2 separate regions of the Mus musculus genome follow, and region 1 is linked to region 2. Evidence: chromatin contacts called from public HiCAR-type data. All regions are on one chromosome and are shown on one strand. The core of a region is the stretch at or near the end of the contact, and the rest is flanking DNA. Distances in the headings are between cores, read along the strand shown.

Region 1 (6,124 bases), core at 981-3,480, 160 kb after region 2:
CCTATGAGTGTGGGTGTACCTTGGCTGTTATTCCTTGGGTGTTATTCACCTTGGGAGGAGGGACGGTTGTTTGGTTGTTTGGTTGGTTGGTTGGTTGATTGATTGGTTGGTTAGTTGGTTTTGAGGCAAAGTCTCTCACGTGATCCATAATTCACCAAGTAGGCTAAGCTGACTGGCTGGTGAAGCCCAGGATCTACCTGTCTCTGTTTCCCCAACACTAGAATCACCTACCACCACCACACTCAACTTTGTCTACATGAGTTGCTCAGGATTAACTCTGGTCCTCTGCAAATTAAGCACTTTACTAGCAGAGCCATTGCCTCGGCCCAAGATTTTTTTGTTTATGTGGTTCTTGGAGAGAGAGAGAGAGAGAGAGAGAGAGAGAGAGAGTTCACAGATTAAACTACTCTCCATCATTAATACTCAGAAAAGAAAAATGTGCAGTCAGGTCTCAGCACTGTCCCTTCTTGAATTCCATCCATCTGCTGCCTGGATGGTGCTGACAAAACCTCTATTTCACTTTATAGATTCGTTCATTCAGTAATTTCCCTGTTGATTCATTGGTCTCAAGTCAACCTGTCAACATTCTGCCTTGTAGATTCAAGAACACAATTGCGTAGGAAGGGAAGGTAAATGTTGGCTTTCCTCTGCAGGAGACAAGAAGATGATTCATCCCTCAACATTCTTCTGCTTTAAGGCCATTTCCAGGAATGCCAGGAAGCAAGAATGAAGTCAGCAGCCAATGCGCAGACGAAGACATTTTTGTGCTGTGTCGATTCATAAGACCATTGGTTGCTACTACTGGAGAGATCCTACTGCATTCAGGATGGTCAATAATCACCAGCTAATTGCAAACGCCAGTCAACACAGCAACTCCCAACACACATACACACACAGCCTGACTCATTCGCCATAAGTCCAGGTTTCCCCAGCCTGTAAACATAAATAAGAAAGGTCATTTTTTCTATTATTTATGGCAACTCAAGACTCCATTTATCAAACAAGCTGGGTCTCAGCCTCTTTCCCTGGGAATCCTCCAAGGTGGTGGTAGTTTATGTACTTTCCTGAGTCAGTTGGTCTCTGCTTCCTCAAGTTCAGGCCATCAATCTCTAATCTGTCCATGGGCCACTTAGGCCAACTGCCAGCTGCCATTTACTCCTTTAGAATACTGCCGACCCATTTCTGGCAATTGCTGCTGCTTCTGTGCTGTTCTTGCTTGGGGAAGAAAGGAAGAGAGCAAGGCACCTCTCCTCTAGGTATGCAAGAAATGCTGCTGTACACAATACAACCTAGACGCTCATCCCTGACAAGTCTTGAGACCAAAGAAAGGAACTGTAACTTTGCTATTCCAAACCAGTTCCATCCCTCAGCATCACCTAGAGCCTGACAGTAATTCATCTTCTCAGGTCTCATCCCATCTTCCTAAAACATAACCCGAATGCCAGTAAGATTCTCGGGTCACAAGTATGCATTTTGAAGTTCAAGAAACATACATTTCAACACAGAAGGACTTTTATCTTCGAGTCAGGAACCTACTATTGCCTTGCTGGACCCATTCACTGTCCTTCTCCATCTTGTGTTGAGCTCAAGATGCTAACCTCTGTTAAAACACACTAACAGGACTTCCTCTACCAATCAAGAAACAACAGTGAACAAATGAATCCTTGATGACAGAAGATATTTTGTACTTTACCCAAGAAGTGTGTGTGTGTGAGAGAGAGAGAGATATGAAATATTCTCTATATAATATTCACTTGTGATTTGCTAAGCTTCCTTTGAGACACATATATGGCAATACTTTTGGAATGTGTAACAAGAGAAGTAGGTGACAATATTACCAGCACCAAGCACAATTATCTAAAATAGCCATATGTTTTTCTACACATAAAAAAAAAATGCCAAGTCTATACTAAGAAACCAACATTCCTCATGAAGAGGCTGGCTAAGCCAACAAAACCCACGGGGTACAGAGTGGAATTGGTGGGCTGTTGGGTGCCACCTGATCCTTCTTACAAACAATATTCTGATAAGTGATTTGTTTGCATTCTTCAGCCTGACTATAACTCTAATGGCCGTGCTCAGTTCCATCTGAAATTACTTAGCCCAGCTGATCTAGGCGAAAAGAACATTTTAGAGTTTTGTATAATGAGCACTACCTCGCAGGCAGTGAGTTGGCCCATTCGTGTGGTTTCTAAGCCAAAAATTCTTCCTCCTCTTAGCAATGGAATCACATAAAAGATCCCCAGAGAACTTACTCAGATGAGCCCAGAGAAGAGGGCTGAAGAAGAGTGAGTCTGTCCTTGGCAGTGTGGGGCGAGTCAGCTGACTCTGTGGGCCTCCTGGGCTTTCGAATCTCTGGACCACCTCCTGTGCTTTTAGATTTCATCATTTTCTCCTAATGTGAAGAGTGGCTTTGTCAAGTCTATGAGAAGCTCTCAGAAGACACTGAGAAGGTAAAAGGCAGAATTACAGTAACTCTGCTCATTGCATTCATAACCCAGGATTGTGGACTTTTATATTTCTAAATGATCTCTGTTTTACATGGAAAGAAAAATGGTGAGCATAAGCACTAACATAAGCAGAAAAACACAATATTAATGAGAAGCAAAATTATATATGAAGAGTCTAGGTATGGCTCTTACAATGTATATAAGAAAAATGTGTTTTTAATTAAATAATGTAGTAATTATAAAGTAAATGTTACAGCTTACCAGTCGCAAGAGAACTTAAGACCAAATGATAATTGAAACTATGAAAGAGAGAAAGAAAGAAAGAAAGAAAGAAAGAAAGAAAGAAAGAAAGAAAGAAAGAAAGAAAGAGGGGGGAGGGAGGGAGGGAGTTAGAGAGGGAGGAAGGAAGGAAGGAAGGAAGGAAGGAAGGAAGGAAGGGAGGGAGGGAGGGAGGGAGGGAGGGAGAGAGAAGAGAAGAGAAGAGAAGAGAAGAGAAGAGAAGAGAAGAGAAGAGAAGAGAAGAGAAGAGACGAGACGAGACGAGACGAGACGAGACGAGACGAGAAGAGAAGAGAAGAGAAGAGAAGAGAAGGATGATACAAGGAAAGAAGAAAAAGGAGGAGGAGAAGAAGGAAGAGGAGCTGCCACAGCCTTCGCCATACTTCCGGTGACTGCCAGTGTCCTTCTGCCTCCTTGGAGAACCTACTGGGCCACCTGCTTCTCATGGCTCTTGTAAGAGATATCATTTCCTTGGCTCTACCTCTTTGAGACCTGCTTCTAACCTGTCTAACCCACCACTTTATCTCAGGTTTAAGTGGCCTATAGAGACTTAGAAAAAGACAACTCAAACAACCTAACTCCAGGTACCCAGGCCCTGTGGCAAAAACATTAAGTAACATGAAAACAAACAACATGCCCTCATCCCAAATTACCAGCCCATTAGAGATGGGTCCCGTGGGGAATGACTTGGACAAATTTTAAGACAAAGGATCCAAAGTAGCGATTATAAACATGTTCAAAGAATTCCAAGAGGATGCGAATATGCAGCTTAATGAACTTAGCGAAGACAGGAATAAACTGATAGAAGTCCTAGAAAACGTAACTGAAGGAAATAAGGGAGATAAATCGGGATATAAAAAAAGAATCCAATAAAAAGAGCTACCAAAGAAAACCCAGTCTGAAATGAAGCTGGAAATGAAAGTTTTAAGTGGTCTAATCAAAAGCTCAGTAGAAAGTCTCCTGCAACATGAGCAAGGAAGAACTTCAGGGCTTGAAGCCAAAGACAAGGGGTCAGATCACTTAATAAAAGAAAATAATAATTCTTTGAAAATATAAGAACAGAATGAACAGCACTCTTGGGACATGATGAAAACACCAAATCTACAAATTACAAGCCTGGAAGAAGGAAACAAATTCTAAGCTGAAAGCATAGAAAAGTACACAATAAAATCATAGAAGAAAATTTCCCGAATCGTGAGAAGGAGATGCCCACAGAGGTATAAGATGCAAATGGACAGGACCAGAAAGCACATTCTGCATGACATATTATGGTTAAAACAATAGCTATACAAAACAAAAAGGAGTTATTGAAAGCTGAAAGAAGCACTTGTCACATGTGAAAGCAGACACATTGTAATGACAGCTGATCATTTGATATAAACTATTAAAGCCAGATTGGGTCACAGCAGCATTTTGCTATAAGCAGCAGTAACTGCAGAGGCTCATAAGAATGCAGAAAACAAGTACTTGCTGAATGCTCATTCCTAAGTGGGACATCTGTATCACCCCCTCCAAGGCTCAAGAAACACCATAGAAGAGGGGCTGAAAACCACTAGAGCTACAGAAAGGAGGGAGTGTTGTGGAATAATGCCCTCCAGGTACAGCATGGGCACTGAACTCACGGCAGACAGCTCTGTGTACCCGCATGAAACTCTCACAGAGTTAGATCCATGAACATTCTGTCATGGAGGAAGAAGGGCTCACAAAGCCCCACCGTTCCTTGAGGTCCTATAAACAACTCAGTTAACAGTTGCTGGGGGAAAGAAATAAATTTCCTTCAATGGGATAGACACTGACAGGCTTAAACTCCTATAAATAACGCTTCATGCATGCTCCTAAGAGCAGCTACGATGAAATTCACTGGGTCACCAAAAAAGACCCAAGAGGCAGGAGGAGATGAGAAGTAGGTAGGGAATTAGACAGATTAACAGGAGTGAATATGATCAAAAGACATTTCATACCTGTACGAGGGTGGCATAATGAATCATTACTATATACAACTCGTACGAAACAGAAAGAAAGAACATAAAATTGATTTCTAAACATAAAAAATAATGGTGAGGTAAATAGACTAAAATGGAAATATTAATAATAAAGTCCTGGGTTCACTATCAAGCATCAGAAAAAGGGGAGAAGGAGCCAATAGCAAATTGAACACTGTGAGGGAAGATGTTCCAGTTTGTAAGGAGCTTGCGCCCTGCTGGGCAGCCAGGGGACCTTTTAGAGGAGTTTGCCCTCTGCAAGGTCTTGAGGTCACTGCGGGTGCTGCCTTTTTAAGGAAGTGAGATTAGTTCTCCAGAGAGGGTTGTTGCAAAAGGGGCAAGCCTGGCTCTCCCCTTTCCTGTATGAGGATGTAACCTCTCCCACCCACATGCACTCCCCATCATCATGCCGCCTGATGTTGGATCTTCATCAGAGGAGGCTCAGAAGGGCTGCCTCCTAGAGACACGTGATCAGATCTGGAGGGACTCAGAAAAAATGCACAGCATAACTAAATTCACAACTATTTTTTTTACTAGTTGTAACTTATACAGATATAGCAATTTTTAAAGGTCTGTTCATTATTTTCTTTCCTTCCTACTCAACTTAAAACTCAATCAGGAGAAAAATCTGTATAATTTAAAAATTAACAAATGAATACTTCTTTAATGGCTCTCAACCAGAGCCAAGGGATAACTCAGTTAGTAAAATGTTTGTTGTCCAAGCGTGAGAACCTGAGTCTGGTCCCTAGACTCACTCTGAAAGCCAGACATGATGCGGTTTTACACACTTGCAATCCAGTGCTGAGAAGGTGGACACTGGAAGATGCCTGAGCCTCAATACCCAATCAGCATCCCTGGGGAGTCCTAGGACAGTGAGAGAGCCGGCCTCGGAAACAGAGGTGATGGCTTGGAATAGCGCTAAGCGCTAGAGTGTTTACCTAGCATGTGCGAGTCCCTAACTCAATTCCTAGCACTGCAAGAAAAAAAGAAGGGTGAAGCCAGTGGTTGGTCAAGCAAGTTAAGTGACCTGCTGCCTAAGCCTGTCAACTAAGTTAGAGTTTGACCCCTAAAATGCACATGGCAGAAGAGATTCATGAAAGTTGCCCTCCATATGTTCACTGTGGTATGCATATCTACCACTGCACACATAAATGAATAAATGAGTAGATGTGAAAAAAAATTAAAGATGTCCAGAGCCTGAGGAATAACACGTGGAGTTGTCCTCTCCCTTGCATAAGCACGCTCTCTCTCTCTCTCTCTCTCTCTCTCTCTCTCTCTCACACACACACACACACACACACACACACACACACACACACACCCCTGAACACAAACACAAACATGCACACATAAAAGCCTTAACCAGCTCCTTAGCCATTATTTCCTTCCCAGCATCTAATATTCTAAATTACA
Region 2 (5,700 bases), core at 2,706-5,205:
CATGTTACAGAAGTCAGTCAGGATGGCCAGAGGCCTGAGACAATTAGGGTCTGAAAGTTAAACTTTACTTTCAGTAAAGTAGGTTTCATAAAGGCCCCAGAATGGTTTGAGAACTAGAATGGGTCTCCCAGGTTGCAAGAACTACTGAAATTAACAGTAAGAGTCTAACTGTAAGTTTGCATTCAAGAAGTTGTATTAACTTTGCTTGGAGATTTGAACAAACGTGTACTCACTCAAGATTAGGGCAATAACAGTAGACTGCCCCCCCCCCCAAAAATTAATATGATCTAAGTCTAAATTGGTAAGCTGATGAATTTAACTGGGCTTGCAGGGCCATGAGTGAGAGGTTGCTTAGCAGAGCATGGGAAGCTTAAGTCAGCCAAACCAGTGAAGACAATTCTTTCCCCTTCAGCGATCATTAACCACTTACACACTGTCAGGGAGAAGCAGGACTTTGTTAGCCCTTGTCCTCCCATGCTGGAATGTCAATGGGCCCAATCTTCTATAAGCCTCATGCTGGTAATTACAACTGTTAAGAATTCCAGAAGGTTCCATCCATGTCACACCTGGAGCCCAGCATTCCACAACACAAAGGCAGACTTAATGCAAGAAGATGCTCCAACTGGAACCTGTAGAAATGTCTCCTATCCAAATAGTAACCAGGCTGACCTGCTTAGCTTCTGAGATCAGAAGCCAGGCATGGAGGCACTCCAAAGGCAGAGATAGGCAGGTCTCTGTGAGTTGGAAGACAGTCTGGTCTACAGAGTGAGTTCCAGGACAGCCAAGGCAGCTATACAGAGAAACCGTGTCTCACAACGAACAAACACACTTCTGAGGTCAGACAGAGGTCAGTCATATTTGAGATAGGATGGCCAGCGGCAGGTAGGAAAAGTTTCGTCCTAAGGCAACCCATCCAAACCTAGCACGAGGCACATTCAAGGATTTCAGGAAATTACTCTAAAATACACTCTTGATAAAAATACCTTTAACCAAAATAATACAGTTTTAGGAAGAGTCTTTAGTTTTCCCCTCTTTAAGGGTTGCCTTTAGGTTTTGCAAGCACGCGTACATGATGCTCCTGAACATGACTTATGGTTTTCTTGAAATACAGCTGGGACTGGTTGAGGGAGTTTAGCAGTGGAGTGTGCTCTTTCTCTTCCAACTGACATGGAGTGCTTGACCGTACACTGTGTGGCTGACGAGTAAAGACATTCACACACTTCCAAACTCCAAATGTCTCTAAGGTTTAAATGCAAGGAGTGGCAGCCTTGCGTCACCAATGGAAACTGTAGCCATAAAGAATTCAGTTTGTGGGCTAGCGAGATGGCTCAGTGGGTAAGAGCTCTGACCTGTCTTCTGAAGATCCTGAGTTCAAATCCCAGCAACCACACGGTGGCTCACAACCATCCAAATGAGATCTAATGCCCTCTTCTGGTGGTGTCTGAAGATAGCTACAGTGTAGTTATGTATAAAAATAAATAAATCTTTGGGCCTGAGCGAGTGCCAACCGGAGAGAGCAGAGGTCCTAAAATCTCAATTCCCAGCAACCACATGAAGGCTCATAGCTACAGTGTACTCATATACATAAAATAAATAAACAAATCTTTAGGAAAAAAATTCAATTTGTGGCCAATGGGGTGCCTTGATGTATTTTATTGCAGGACATTTTCTGTGAAACTTGTGGCATGTTGAAAGTCGAGGACAAGTGCCAGTGATGTGATTGAAATGTCTAAACTACATCAGAGTGCCACCAAAGCCTTCACTTTAGAGACTTACAAATCCCTAGTATGTGGCTTTCATTCAGCAAAAGGCAGCTGACTTTACAGTTCTCCCGAGTACTATTATCTCTGCATTTACAAGGAGTGACGACCGAGTGCAGTTAGAGGCTTTGGAGAATGTTTAGTCGAGTAGATGAATGGTTCTTGAGAGCCGTAAAAATACAGCTCGCCCTGTTCCAGACCGTACCGGAATTTTAGAATCCTACTAGGATCTAGGCTGCTAGGAAGCCAGTGGCGATCACTCTTCATCAGACAAATGTTGGGAGAAAATCTAAATAAGCAAGACAAAAATGGATATGACCTGACACTCCTTTTGTTGACTTTTCTAAAGGTTATAAGTTCACATTTGAGTATCAGAAGCTATCTTCTTCATGTTGGACTACTGGTCATCCATACAGCATTTTTAGGTAACTCAGCTATCTCAGAAACTGTCTGCAGGAAGACTGCCCATGGAATCATCAGAGATCAGAACAATGGGAAAAACTGCAAAGCTGCTTGTCTACAAGCAAGTCTCAAGATGACGACTCTGGGTCCTTCTACAGATGGAGCCCTGTACCATCGCACAGGTTGTATGCCTGGGCAGTTGGCTTGATCTGCAGTCAGGGCAGTAAAGGGGGGGGGCATCACTAGCTCCTATTTACTCTGCTGAAGAACATTCAGTAGTTAGCATAGCACTACCGATATCACTTCATCATTCCCTAAACTGCATTCCAACATCTCCTGGCCAATAAAAGCTACCTTTTTCCAATCCTAAGGATAAACTGAATGATAGGTTGGGGAAAAGTATACTGTCTCATTTTTATCACTTAAAGTGCTCATCTGTGCTTTATTTTTTATACAATACTCACTCTAAGTTGTAGATATCACTGATACAGCAGTGGATAAAATAATACCCTTATCTATGTGGAGTCTAAGCTTAAGTTTTTTTATAATTAGGAATAAGTTCTACATTTCCATGTTTATGTATGCAATATGCATGTGTATGATTGTTTGCATGTATGTGGGCACACACGTGTGTGGGTGCACATGTGTTTGTTTGCACTTGGGAGTTGATGTCTGGAGTCACACTCCATTGCTCTTCAGCCTGATTCTTTGAGACAGGGTGGTCAATCATATAATATACAAGGAAACTCATTATCACTTTCATTTTAGCCTTTTTATTTATTATCATTCTATAATAGCTTTTGTCCTATTTGCAAATAAGCAGATGGGTTCTTCCAGTGGTGATGTCCCTCCTACGCAGAGAATCGCATACCGAGAACAGGAAGCAGGCAGGATGAACACATGAAACACACATGGTACTCATGACAAGTTTACAGTTTTCCCTCTGTCTGTTCTGTCTAACTGTTTCTCCCTTCCCATAAAATGCTGGCTCACCATTTTTGCTACTTAATTTGTGAGGGATTTGAATGTAAATGTGAACGCCACAGTCTCAGGAATCCCCATGGCTTTGTAAGAGTTTGGCTTGGAAAAGGCTTCTTTGACTTGGGTAAGGTTTCCTTTTCTCTCCTCCCCCTAGATTCTGCTGGTGACAGCCTTATAGATTTTAGTTAGCCAGAAAGACAGCATTCACTGCACGTTTAAACTTTAATCTCATAGAACTACAGTGTTCCTTTCATCGTTGCTCAGTTCTGCATTCTCTCCTGCTAAAAGGAATGTTGCTTTAATATTGAGATTTGCCAGAATGTTACTCTGTAGAGCAGTGTGGCGTCTTCAATCCTACAGAAGTCAAAGGAATAATTTTCAGGCTACTTATATATGTATTGCAAGGCTATTCATATTCTTAGTTCTATGAAATAATATCCTCACTCAGTTTGCAGCAATTCTTATCAGGAGAATTGTAAGAAACAACCTTTATTTCTGTAGCATTTTATTTCAAAATTGACCTCATGGCTTGTGGCCATCTCGTTTCCTGTAAGCATAGCTCAGGAATTTATTTTTAATAAAAGATCTATTTAATTTTGAGTTAAGAAACTCAAATGTTTCCCCCAAAGCCTACTGACCACAGTCTAAAACTATGAAATGTTCTTCAGAGGGCTTTGGGTGTGGATAAAGAGACACACTTTTGTAATTTTCAGTATGTCATCATCAAACAATGTTTACAAAACTCAGCACTCTGGGGATGTGTGCAGGCGTTAGCAAGCAGATGTTGGCAGTCAAGGAAAACTTACAATTGCTGCCCGAAAAAAAAATTCCCTGCTGCCTATCAGTTACATGCAAGATTGTCAAGCGCTCCCCTTGGCGTGGGTGATATGCCTGGTTTGTAAGACAGTTGATCCAAAACCAAATTTGAAAACTGTGGAAAGAAAAACCCTCTATAAATTGTCATACAAGAATCACTTGTCTCTTTTTATGACTTAAAAAAAAAAGTGTTTTAGTTGAAAAAATTCTAGCTGGGAGTAGTCTAACAAGACTATTGAAAACAATTGTCCTAAGTTTAGTTTTGCATAATGTTTTAAAGTAGATCAAGACCACCCCCACTCTGGCCCCTGACCCAGTTCTCATGTTGTTCCATTGTTGAAAACACCTAGCTACTCCACAAACATGGTTAATCTCCATTTCTGAGAAGTGACAAATCTTTTCAGTGGAAATGAATGAAACAGGTCAACATATTGATTTTTACAGAGTAAATCTTTCTCTTCCCGATAAAGACTGGGGAGGAAGGGAAGTTTCTTCAGGAAGATTCAGGGAGAGCTACCAGACTCACTTTAAGAAAATTTTAAATATAACCTTTCTGTGACATTAAAATACATGTTATTTTATGGCATTGCCTTTGAACAGTCCAAACAGAATGTGTTCCATCAAAATGGTGACAACCAGAGAGTATTTTCATTTCCAAAACAGTTTTGTTTTTGTTGTTGTTGTTGTTGATGATAAAACCTTAATTTATTTTTCTGGGTCCTTTATTTACACATGACAAAATCCCCATACATCTTGAAATTCGGTTTCAAATTTTGATAGAAGATCACACTATACTGAAAGACATGGCTATTTTCAGTGGTAAGGTTTATATTAAAAGGCAACTGTTCAATTTAGGATGCTAATTGGCCTCTTTTTTTTTTAAATGTAGTTCATATAGTTCCTACTTTAAAAAATATAAATTAACAAAGTGTAAAAGTGGGAGTGCTCAGTAGGAGCACTTCCTGTGCACACAGGAAGACCTGAGTCTGAATCCCAACCATGTACCTAAAAAGCCAGTCATGGCCACATACACTTGTAGCCATAACACCACCCGAGGTGGGGAGAAGCCTGATTGGGCTTGCTGGCTTCCTAGTTTAGTAAAAGATCCTGTCCTATACTAATGATAGGGTAGTATAGTGGATGGATGTCTTCCTCTATCCTCAGTATGTGTGCACACCTGCACACCAACACAGCTATATCACATGCACACACACACACACACACACACACACACACACACACACACACACACCATGTTGTCAAAGTTAAAGAGGAGAGAATAGCAAGTAATTCTGGAACTTACTAAATACAGAGAGGAAAAAATATTTACCTTATCTTTCTCACTCACATCTTACTTTAGGATAACAGAAGAGTTAGTAAGTCAAATAATTAGAACCCCAACCAATAAATGCAAAGCATTATGTAAAAGGAGAATTTTATAAAGGATGAGTCAAGCTGACACTTAAGTGCCAGCAAGTGAGTCTCAAGGTAGGACAATCAGATATTCTGTCACCCTGATGTAACCCAACAGAAAGTGATTAGTACAATGTATAAAATCCATGTGTACCTGATTAAGTCACTAGAGCCAATTCCCAGCACACTCAAAAGTGAGGCAGGGGTGTATTAAACGACTCCATGGGAGCACAGATAGCCATGGGGAAAATCCTCCAGGGTCACAGGTTACTTTTTAAATAGATAGTATTGTCCAGGTAAATTAAAATGAAAACTAGTACACACTAGC

What was found. HiCAR-type assays count read pairs that join an accessible place to other places.
Region 1: a HiCAR-type map of fibro-adipogenic progenitors shows a contact between it and region 2, with 3 times the contacts expected there. The contact joins two enhancer-like sites. A contact is called at or near these places in 1 of 15 datasets of contacts at CTCF or cohesin (the NIH/3T3 cell line), 2 of 484 Hi-C or Micro-C datasets (adipose-derived mesenchymal stem cells and uterus) and 1 of 115 datasets of contacts at active chromatin or transcription factors (fibro-adipogenic progenitors).

What each region holds. Positions count from the first base shown.
Region 1 is chr1:71,969,896-71,976,019 of GRCm38.p6, forward strand. All of the region lies in intron 1 of 4933417E11Rik (RIKEN cDNA 4933417E11 gene), which reads right to left. Among named protein-coding and RNA genes, the nearest start is that of 4933417E11Rik, 32 kb to the right of the region's middle. Within about 2 kb of position 2,231, at least 25 of the 459 cell types and tissues checked have an H3K27ac peak or open chromatin away from gene starts, as enhancers often do. A contact at or near this core is called in fibro-adipogenic progenitors and uterus, where this site is marked.
Region 2 is chr1:71,803,861-71,809,560 of GRCm38.p6, forward strand. No RefSeq gene overlaps it. Among named protein-coding and RNA genes, the nearest start is that of Gm30308, 6.9 kb to the right of the region's middle. Within about 2 kb of position 3,956, at least 36 of the 459 cell types and tissues checked have an H3K27ac peak or open chromatin away from gene starts, as enhancers often do. A contact at or near this core is called in fibro-adipogenic progenitors and uterus, where this site is marked.